Linked DNA regions of Zea mays: region 2 is linked to region 1. A link is a contact called in public Hi-C data. All regions are on one chromosome and are shown on one strand. Each heading gives the region's core, a stretch centred on a gene start, on an enhancer-like site or on the middle of the called end of the contact. The rest is flanking DNA. Distances are from core to core; before and after follow the strand shown. Region 1 holds the start of LOC100280758 (Ca2+/calmodulin-dependent protein kinase phosphatase). Region 2 holds the start of LOC100281041 (expansin-like 3).

Region 1 (4,371 bases), core at 419-2,918:
ATATAAATATTAAATATAGTTTAATCCTTTTACAATAGACAAATATCTCATAATATCCAGTCCTTTATTTTAGGGGTGTTTGGTTTCTAGAGATTAATTTTAGTCTTTTTTAGTCACTAAATTACCACACAACGACAAAAATAGAGATAATCATTTTTTGGTCCATGTGTTTGATAATTTAGGGACTAGAAGGGACTAAAAATAAAAGGGACTAAAAATCAGTTCCTAAAAACCAAACATTCCTTAGAGGAGGAAAAATGATGTTCATATCAATAGTTATTAGTAGACAAATAATGGTCAGTTATATGTCAATTTGACCATTAAGAAGGAAATCAAACAAACGCATTAGTAGCAAAGAGCTCTAAACCTGCGATAGAGTTTAGCTTTTACAGGCGGTTTTAGTTATCAAGCGTCAGTGCTATTTCTAGTGGTCGTTTCTTAAGAAAATGCATGTAGAAATCATATTTCTACGGACGGTTCCTTAAAAAAATCGGCACTAGATTTCTATAGACAGTTTTCTTAAGGAACCGTCACAAAAATCAATTTCTAGTGCGCCACTAGAAATTATTTTTATCTTGATTTTTAAGTTGCCACCAACATAAAAGTTATAATTCTCTTAAAGTTATGAAACTTTATAATTGCCAACTTTTTTATTTACAATCATTTTGTCTCTCAAAAAATGCATCTAAATTTGTCAAATTTAAAACACAAGTTTTGCAAACGAACTCGGATGAGAAAAGTACCAAAATAAAATTTGTAGAACTTCAAAATTTATGAAACTTTGTAGTGACAACTATTTTGTTTGAATTCATTTACAATTCAAATAGTCAATTTATACTCTGATTGTTCTAATATGTGGGCAACAAAGCTGCATTATAGACACAAAATAAGTGATAGACGAAGTGATGGTAGAGGGGCTATGCACAAGGGCGTAGCCACGAATTTTGAGGAAAAAAAATACCGAGACTTATGACTTCTATGGAGTTGGACGGGCGGGGCCTGAGTGAGAGGCCTCCCCTAAAATATATATATATATATATTTATTAATTTTTATACCAATTTTATGTATTTTAAAAAAGATTTTCACTGACGGTTTTATTACATCGATAGTAAGTGGAAATCAATTTCCACTGACGGGTTTCTTAGCCCAACCGCCAGTAAAAATTGATTTTTAATGGCGTTTGTCAGTTATCCGTAAAAACAAATAATTATTTTTACTAGTCTATAGCACTGACGGGTTTAAAAAATGTCAGTGCAAATAGATTCACAACCGTCTATATACCTTTAAAAACACATAATAAGCGGCTTATTGACATGAAATACTATTTTCATGCTGATCCATAAAGGTTAAAGTCAGATTTTTAGCACAGTAGAATCCAGAAAAAACAGCATGAGGCAAGATAGAGAGAAAGAGGCCAGAAGCGACAATGGAAGTACAAAATCTACACCAAATATTGCTCACATACCGACATGGCCATATCCGCTTCCAGCGCGGGAGAAGAGAAGCACCCACACGATGAAAAAGGAAGGAGCTGAAAAGGGCAACTGGACGAACGAGCGAACCCGACAGGGACACGGAATGCGCACCCGAGCACCACACACACCGAGCGGCGCCGTCGGCCCACCCGTGCACACCAGCTGCTGCTATAACGACGGGATCACGAATCACACGACCCCTTCTCCTCTCGTTCTCGCCCAGTCGCACCGTCCCCGTCTCCAACCCGACTCTGAAATCCACGAGCTCTTCCCCCTCGTCCACACCCCGCCCCTCCCTGCTCTCCGCCTCCCCGTCCCCGCCCCCATCGCTACCCACAAGCACCTTCGGAGGCTCCAGGCAACCCACCTCCTGCACCCGGCGTCCCTCGCGGCGGCGACGCGCGAACGTCCCGCTCCCCGGTGGTGAGCGCCCCTCTGTGATCTAATCTTGTCAAATGACTCTGCATCTTTCGTTCGGTTGGATTTCGTCTGGTCGCTGGAGAAACTGGACCTCCTTCGGCCGGGGCAGCGGAGGACGTGTTCTCCCTCCCGTTCGGGCTGCCGCAGAGGTCTCCGAGCAGCGGAAATGGCGTCGTTTGGTCATCTCTTTTGCTCCCTATCAAAACACCGGAATAAAATTTCCCCGTTTCTTTCCTTTCGGATGCCCCCTGTTCCCTTGATTCCATTCCGCTAATGCTCGAGACCTCATTATGGATGGTAGATTGATAGAAATGGATTTTAACTTTCCAAATAAAAAAAACCCACTCGATTCCCCCTGCTCTAACCATTCTCCTTGCACAGGGAACGACGGTAGCCAGTGCAAAAGTTGCGCCCCCTACGTTACCTTTCATGAACCAAACGAACGGCACCTCTGAAATGCTTTCGTTTCCTGTGCTCTCCCTGACCACCAACAGAGTAACGGAGAGACGGAGCCATGAGCGGAGGGGTGGAGCCGGATACCCCGCCCGGTAGCAGCAGCAGCAGCAGCAGGAGCGGGGGCAGCACGCCCGTGGGCGGCAAGCCGCCACGCCACCACCTCACGTCCATCCGCCACTGCGCCAGCAGTGCCCGCATCGCCGCTGCCTCCGCCGAATTCGTAAGCAAGCTCGCTGCCACCCAAGCCATCTATCCCTAACACGAATTTGATGTCTGCCCTTCTGTTCTCCTGCAGGGGCTGGAGTCGGGGACGCTCAGCTTGATTTCACCTACCGCAGACATCCGTCCGGGCTTCTTGCCTGTGTTCAGGTCGGGGAGTTTCGCGGATATTGGACCCAAATCCTTCATGGAGGACGAGCATGTCTGTGTGGACAACCTCGTCGAGCACCTTGGACTCCGTGGCCCGGGCATCCCTGCACCGGGTGCCTTCTATGGGGTGAGTTGGAATTGTATTTGCATCAGCCCTAACCACTGACTAACTGCTTCTGTTAAAGTATTTAACAATGTGTACTCTTTATGGATCTATGATTTGTTCTTTTGTGAGTGGCAATAATGTTGCCATGATAGCTTCTAGGCTTACTATGATGGTAGAAATGATTGAACTGAAGAGGAATCGGTTCCACATGGCCAATGATAAAAAACCCAGAGGATGAATGCTTTTCTTTCTATTTTGGACCTTTTGGTACTGCACACAGCAGATACAGATGGGGAATTTTGCTAGTGAGAAATAAGTGTCTTGTCCTTTTGCCACCTGGCCTTGCAAATCTTTACTGTTTTGTTTGTGAAAAATTAGGTGTTTGATGGCCATGGTGGTAGTGATGCTGCCTGTTTTGTCCGGAAGAATATACTGAAGTTCATAACCGAAGATTGCCACTTCCCCAACAGCATCGAGAAGGCAATCAGAAGTGCTTTCGTAAAGGCTGACCATGCGATTGCGGATTCTCAGTCTCTTGACCGGAATTCTGGGACCACGGCGTTGACGGTCCTTATATCTGGCAGGTAAATTCCCATGATAGTGCGTTAATATGTATGCTTTACAAATTTATTGGCACTTCAACATATTGGTCAATATAATTATGTTGCCATATATGTATAGTCCTAATATTTGCTGGTAACATAATAAATTGAGTAGTAGTCCAGAAGATTTGGTGTGGCGAAGATGAGTAAAACGTTTGAAGTTAATGTTTCTATGTACTTTTTTTGTTACATGAAATTACTCAGTTGATGACAAGTTTGGTTTCCAAGAGAAACTATTAGTTGAAGCCATGTTCACTGATTTATGAATCAGTAGAGGCACTTCCTTTCATTTTAAATTTATGAGTTTCGTTTCCAGGACAAACTATCAGTTAAAGCCCCTTTCATAGTACCTTTATTCTGACAGTCTCTTCACATTTACTGCCTCAACCTCCAATATCACATCTGTACATAAAAGGTCCATTGCTGGACCAAGCTGTTCTTGGGGCCATATTGCCACTATGGGTTGATAAATTCCAACATTACAGCCTGTATGCTGTTGACAACCTTTTTGATTAATTACTATGTACTATGTACTATGGCATCTCAAAAGTATGCACTCACCAACCTCATTAAAATGGTGCAGGACACTGCTTGTCGCGAATGCTGGTGACTGTAGAGCCGTATTAGGAAAGCGAGGCCGAGCTTTTGAACTCTCGAGAGACCACAAACCCAGCTGCAGCGTTGAGAAGCTCAGAATCGAAAACCTTGGCGGTACGGTCTTCGATGGCTACCTCAACGGTCAGCTGGCTGTAGCAAGGGCGATCGGTGACTGGCACATGAAAGGCTCCAAAGGCTCTGCGTGCCCTCTCACACCGGAACCTGAGTTTAGGGAGGTTAGGCTTACCGAGGAAGACGAGTTCTTGATAATAGGCTGCGATGGCCTCTGGGACGTGATGAGCAGCCAGTTTGCTGTCTCCATGGTCAGGAAAGAGCTGATGGAAC
Region 2 (4,516 bases), core at 1,542-4,041, 380 kb after region 1:
ACGCAGCGACAATTTTACTCGTCGGTCCAGAGACCCCCCCCCCCCCCCCCGGGGTCGAAACGCCGACACCTGCCAAGGTGGGTGTCGCCAAATGTTTCATCGACCCATTCTTGCACTCCCTCTGCGTCTCCTTGTTTGTGTACAAGTGATGTAAACAACGTGCTAGGAAGATGAGTGTCACTGTTAGGTGAGTCTTCGTCCAATGTTGAAGGTGCTGGAACTAAACTAGCACTTAAACTCTGGGAAAAAAATAGCATATAACAGTAAATCAGCTTGACATATAGCATATAACATCTTCACATATATCATATAACATTAAACATGACTAATATGGCTAAACTGGCCACTAAATATCTAAACTGGAACTCAATCTTGGCATAAAATCCGGTTTCCCGGCAAAAAAAAAAATTGACAGTTTACCCTACAAAATAACGGTTTACCGGTAAAAAAAACAGTTTACCGTCGGTTTTCGTTTTATAAATTTTTAAATTTATTTAAATTTTAAACTAACTTTGGAAAAACCGGTAGTTAACTAAAATCGTGCTCCACGCGGTTTTGATAAACGGACCGGTTAGATGGAAGAGGGTCGGCCGAACTGGATGTCAATACGAATCAGAGGTCGGTCAAATCGGACACTAGCGGGCGAACCGCGCGCAATTTGAGGGTTGGGCGTGTGAAGCTGACCACTCCGTACTCAACACCCCTCATCACATCGCAATAGAAGGTTTTTACCTGCCGCACCTCACTCACAGTGGCACAAGGTTTTTTACCTGCCTTCAACGCGAACGCACACAGCCACCCGGCGAGGGAGCGGAGAGGACGTGGCGACCACCACGGCTGCCAAGCCAACCCACAGGACACGGCCCCCCGCCTTCGTGAGGCTCTCTCGTACTGTACTGCCCACCCTTGCCGCGCTGCAGCTCATGCAGCGAGCCAACAGGAAAGCTCTGCAGCAGACGTGCCGCGCGCCGGGGGGCCGTAAACGGGCGGTGCCCAAGGGGCAGGCCAGCCGTCATGCTCATTCGCGCGCCGAAGGCACGGCACGGACCGGCCGCGAGAGGGTACGCGTCGCCGTCAGCCGCGTCGGCGCCGCACAGCAAAGTTGCGGCCGACGCATTTGCTAGAAAGAAAACGGCAGGCACGGCACGGCGCGGCGCCGCGAGCAGCAGTATCCGCGTTGGAACCTGGAAGCTCAACTGCCGCCTGCCGGGTCGCGGAGGTAACGGAGACGAAATAAAGTGTTGTCAATCATGCAGTGAAATGGCTTCAGTTCAGAGCGGGGCAGTTGGTTGCTGTGTGCTTGTTGGTGTCAAGTCAACGCATTCTTTCAAAGGGCCGACTGACTCGTGCAGGTCAACGACGTTTCAGGAACCGCCCGCGCCCGGTGTTCGGTGGTGGTTGCCTGCTGGTCCTGCAGCAGCTCGGCGATGCAAGCATAGTACTCTGATACATTAATGAGTAGTTGAGTACCATCCCGCTGTTGCGTTGTGCGAGTCCGAAACGGAGAGCGTGGGCACCAACTACTTCACCGCCAAACGGTTTGTATGGATATGGAAACGTGTCGATGTTCATGATGTTCAAAGTTTTTTTTTTAGAAGTCCGTATTGTAAGCGACGATTATTATTTTTTATTTAAAAAAAAGAACTCGACGAGCTCTAGCATTGTCGTGTCATCAGTTAGACAGATACAGGGTGCTACGGTCCGGGTTTGGCCACCTTGGAGATGAGATTTCGGAAGGGGGGCCCCAAACTATGATGACGGGGGTGGGCCAAGCATGATTGAGAGAACACGGATTACGCCATCCACAATCCTCTACTGTAGGGCCACTAGGCACCACGGCCTAACTCGTGCTATCTTCCACGGACGGATAGGTTTATTAGATGGAGGAGGCGATGGCCGATTATCCGTGAACTCCATCCATATACAAGCGTAAAGGATTTCGGGCACACCAAAAAAAAAAACTCGCAAGCACACAAACACGCGTGTCTTGTATGTAGCCTTCGGTCCGAAACTGAAAGGGGCGACGGAAGAAGGGAAGCGTGTGCGACGAGACGAGAGCTGTTGCAGGCTTGGCGCTGGCGCGCATGCCTTTCATTTCACGGCCTGCCCCTGATCGAGAGGAAGCGGATGACGGTGGTGCCCACACCCCCCGAGCCACGCGATAAGCGTTGACGCCCTGTCTCCTTGGTCGCACCCGTCTCGTACTAATCCTCGGCCACGTCGGCCACTCCCGTGCTTATCCCCACGAATCGAATCCCACTTATCTCTCCTGCCTTTTTTTTTCTGTTCTCTCTCTTTTTTCCCCTCAATTCCAGCGAGCGCCATCACTAGACTAGAATACGGCTGTCAAACATTTAATCATTTTCCATATTAAGATGCAGTGCTACTGCCGCTCCGGAATCGAGTGCGGAAAAAGGCAGAAGGACTGCATCGATAATGAACGGTCCGGCAACGGGATTAGTAGTAGCTATCAGCACCAGGCTGCTGGACTACGTACCATCAAACGCCCACGTGCCAGGCTGTGCTGGAAACGGTATGTGGCAGACGAAGAGTTCATCCGAATCCTCGCTGACGCGCCTCCAAGCCGCGGCACGCGTGTCCCGGAGGTCGGTGCCCCCCCCCCCCCCCCCCCCCCCCCCCCCCCCCCCCCCCCCCCCCCCCCCCCCCCCCCCCCCCCCCCCCCCCCCCCCCCCCTAAGCCTAAGGCCCAGAACCAACTAACCTCTCTTTTTTCGCTCGCTATATCCCCCGTCCCACGGCGCCGCGCTTCGCCGCCTCCCAAACGCGTCCAAAACATTCTGCGGCCTGTTGGAGGGCAGCACCAAGTATCACAGTCTAGCTACTGCCTGGCACCAGCAAGCTTCTGCCCTGCCCCGCCCCGCCGCCAGAATCCGAAACCAGTAAACCACAGCGGCAACAACCTCGCGGCGCCCGCGTGGAGGCAGGCGGCGCATAAAGCCAGCCGGCGCTGCTCCTGCTGTGCGCAACGGTCCCCTCCTCCTCCTCCTCCTCCGCTCTCCTCTCCCCAAAGTAATAACTAGTAAACAGAGCTGCGTCCAGGCTTCTTCGATCGGTCCATGGCTGTCGTCACGAGGGACGCGGCGTGCCTGCCCCTCGTCCTCCTGCTCCTAGTCTTCTCCGCGGCCCCGTCTCCGGCTGACGGCTGCGACCGCTGCGTGCGCCGGTCCAAGGCCACCTACTACCAGGCCTCCTCGCTCGCCCTCAACGGTACGCACCGCTGCCTTGTGCGTTTCAAACGATTTTCGTCTGTTTCTGTGGAATTTGATCCATCTTTCGGTTGCTGCTCAACTGCGCAGCCGGGTCGTGCGGGTACGGCTCCTTGGCCGCGTCCCTCAACGGCGGCCTGCTCGCCGCAGCCAGCCCCGAGCTGTACAGGGGCGGCGTCGGCTGCGGCGCCTGCTTCCAGGTAGGTAGCTAGCTTCTTCCCTTTCCCTCCCTTTAGGCCGGAGCGCGTGCCCAGCGGCGGTTTCTCTGTTCCCGTGGTTGGCCCGATTCGGATTGTGTGTAAGCAAGGGCTGGCATTGTTTGCAGGTGCGGTGCAGGGACAGCGAGCTGTGCAGCGCCGCCGGCGCCAAGGTGGTGGTGACGGACCAGGCGCGGACGTCGAACCGCACGGCGCTGGTGCTGAGCGCCGCGGCGTACGCGGCCATGGCCAGTGCCGGCAAGGCCGCGCGCCTCAGGGACCGGCGCGTCGTCGACGTCGAGTACAAGAGGTACTTGGGCGCAGCGACACAACACTCTGCTTCGGTCCCGCGGGCCGATGCTGCAGAGTTCTTTACTGGTGGGAGAAAGATCGAGAGATTGATTTTGTGTATAATACTGCGCTCAGGGTACCCTGCGAGTACGCGAAGGACCGCAACCTGTTGATACGCGTGGAGGAGAAGAGCCGGCCGCCAAGCAACCTGTCCATCAGGTTCCTGTACCAGGGCGGCCAGACCGACATCGTCGCCGTCGACGTCGCCACCGTAAGCTAGTTTCTTCCTAGTACACTAGCAAGTATAGTACCGAACAGAGACATTTCTCTGCTGTTTGTATTTCCCCCCGACGAGATCGGTTCTTAAGCGGGGGATGTCTGCACTCAGCAACAAGCAACGGTTCGAATTCACCGTCGCCTTCCATTCCATGACGTCGTTCGCGTGCGTGTGGTTGGTTTTTGGCAGGTGGGGTCGTCCAACTGGCGGTTCATGGCGCGGGACCACGGGCCGGCGTGGAGCACGGCGCAGGCGCCGCCGGGGCCGCTGCAGTTCCGGCTGGTGGTGACCGGTGGCTACGACGGCAAGTGGGTGTGGGCGGAGTCGGAGGTGCTGCCGCGCCGGTGGGAGGCCGGCCGCGTCTACGACGCCGGGGTGCAGGTCTCCGACGTCGCGCAGGAAGGGTGCTACCCCTGCGACACGCGCGAGTGGCAGTGACGTGACGCGCGCACGGGCTGGATTGTAGTAGATTGTACAGTTTTTTTTTTTGGTCGGGAATGGGACGAAAGATATGAAATGATGATG

Evidence for each region. A called contact is a pair of places that touch in the nucleus more often than the background predicts.
Region 2: a contact with region 1 is called in a Hi-C map of endosperm, with 2.1 times the contacts expected there. The contact joins the promoter of LOC100281041 here to the promoter of LOC100280758 in region 1. A contact is called at or near these places in 3 of 25 Hi-C or Micro-C datasets (ear, endosperm and tassel).

Annotation. Positions count from the first base shown.
Region 1 is chr1:85,528,787-85,533,157 of Zm-B73-REFERENCE-NAM-5.0, forward strand. It overlaps LOC100280758 (Ca2+/calmodulin-dependent protein kinase phosphatase), which reads left to right and starts at 1,669. Exons shown (of 5, transcript NM_001411371.1): 1 at 1,669-1,899; 2 at 2,391-2,572; 3 at 2,648-2,848; 4 at 3,206-3,411; 5 at 4,013-4,371. The coding sequence starts at 2,411.
Region 2 is chr1:85,909,612-85,914,127 of Zm-B73-REFERENCE-NAM-5.0, forward strand. It overlaps LOC100281041 (expansin-like 3), which reads left to right and starts at 2,792. Exons shown (of 5, transcript NM_001153960.2): 1 at 2,792-3,227; 2 at 3,317-3,426; 3 at 3,552-3,733; 4 at 3,850-3,985; 5 at 4,181-4,516. The coding sequence starts at 3,077. The coding sequence ends at 4,429.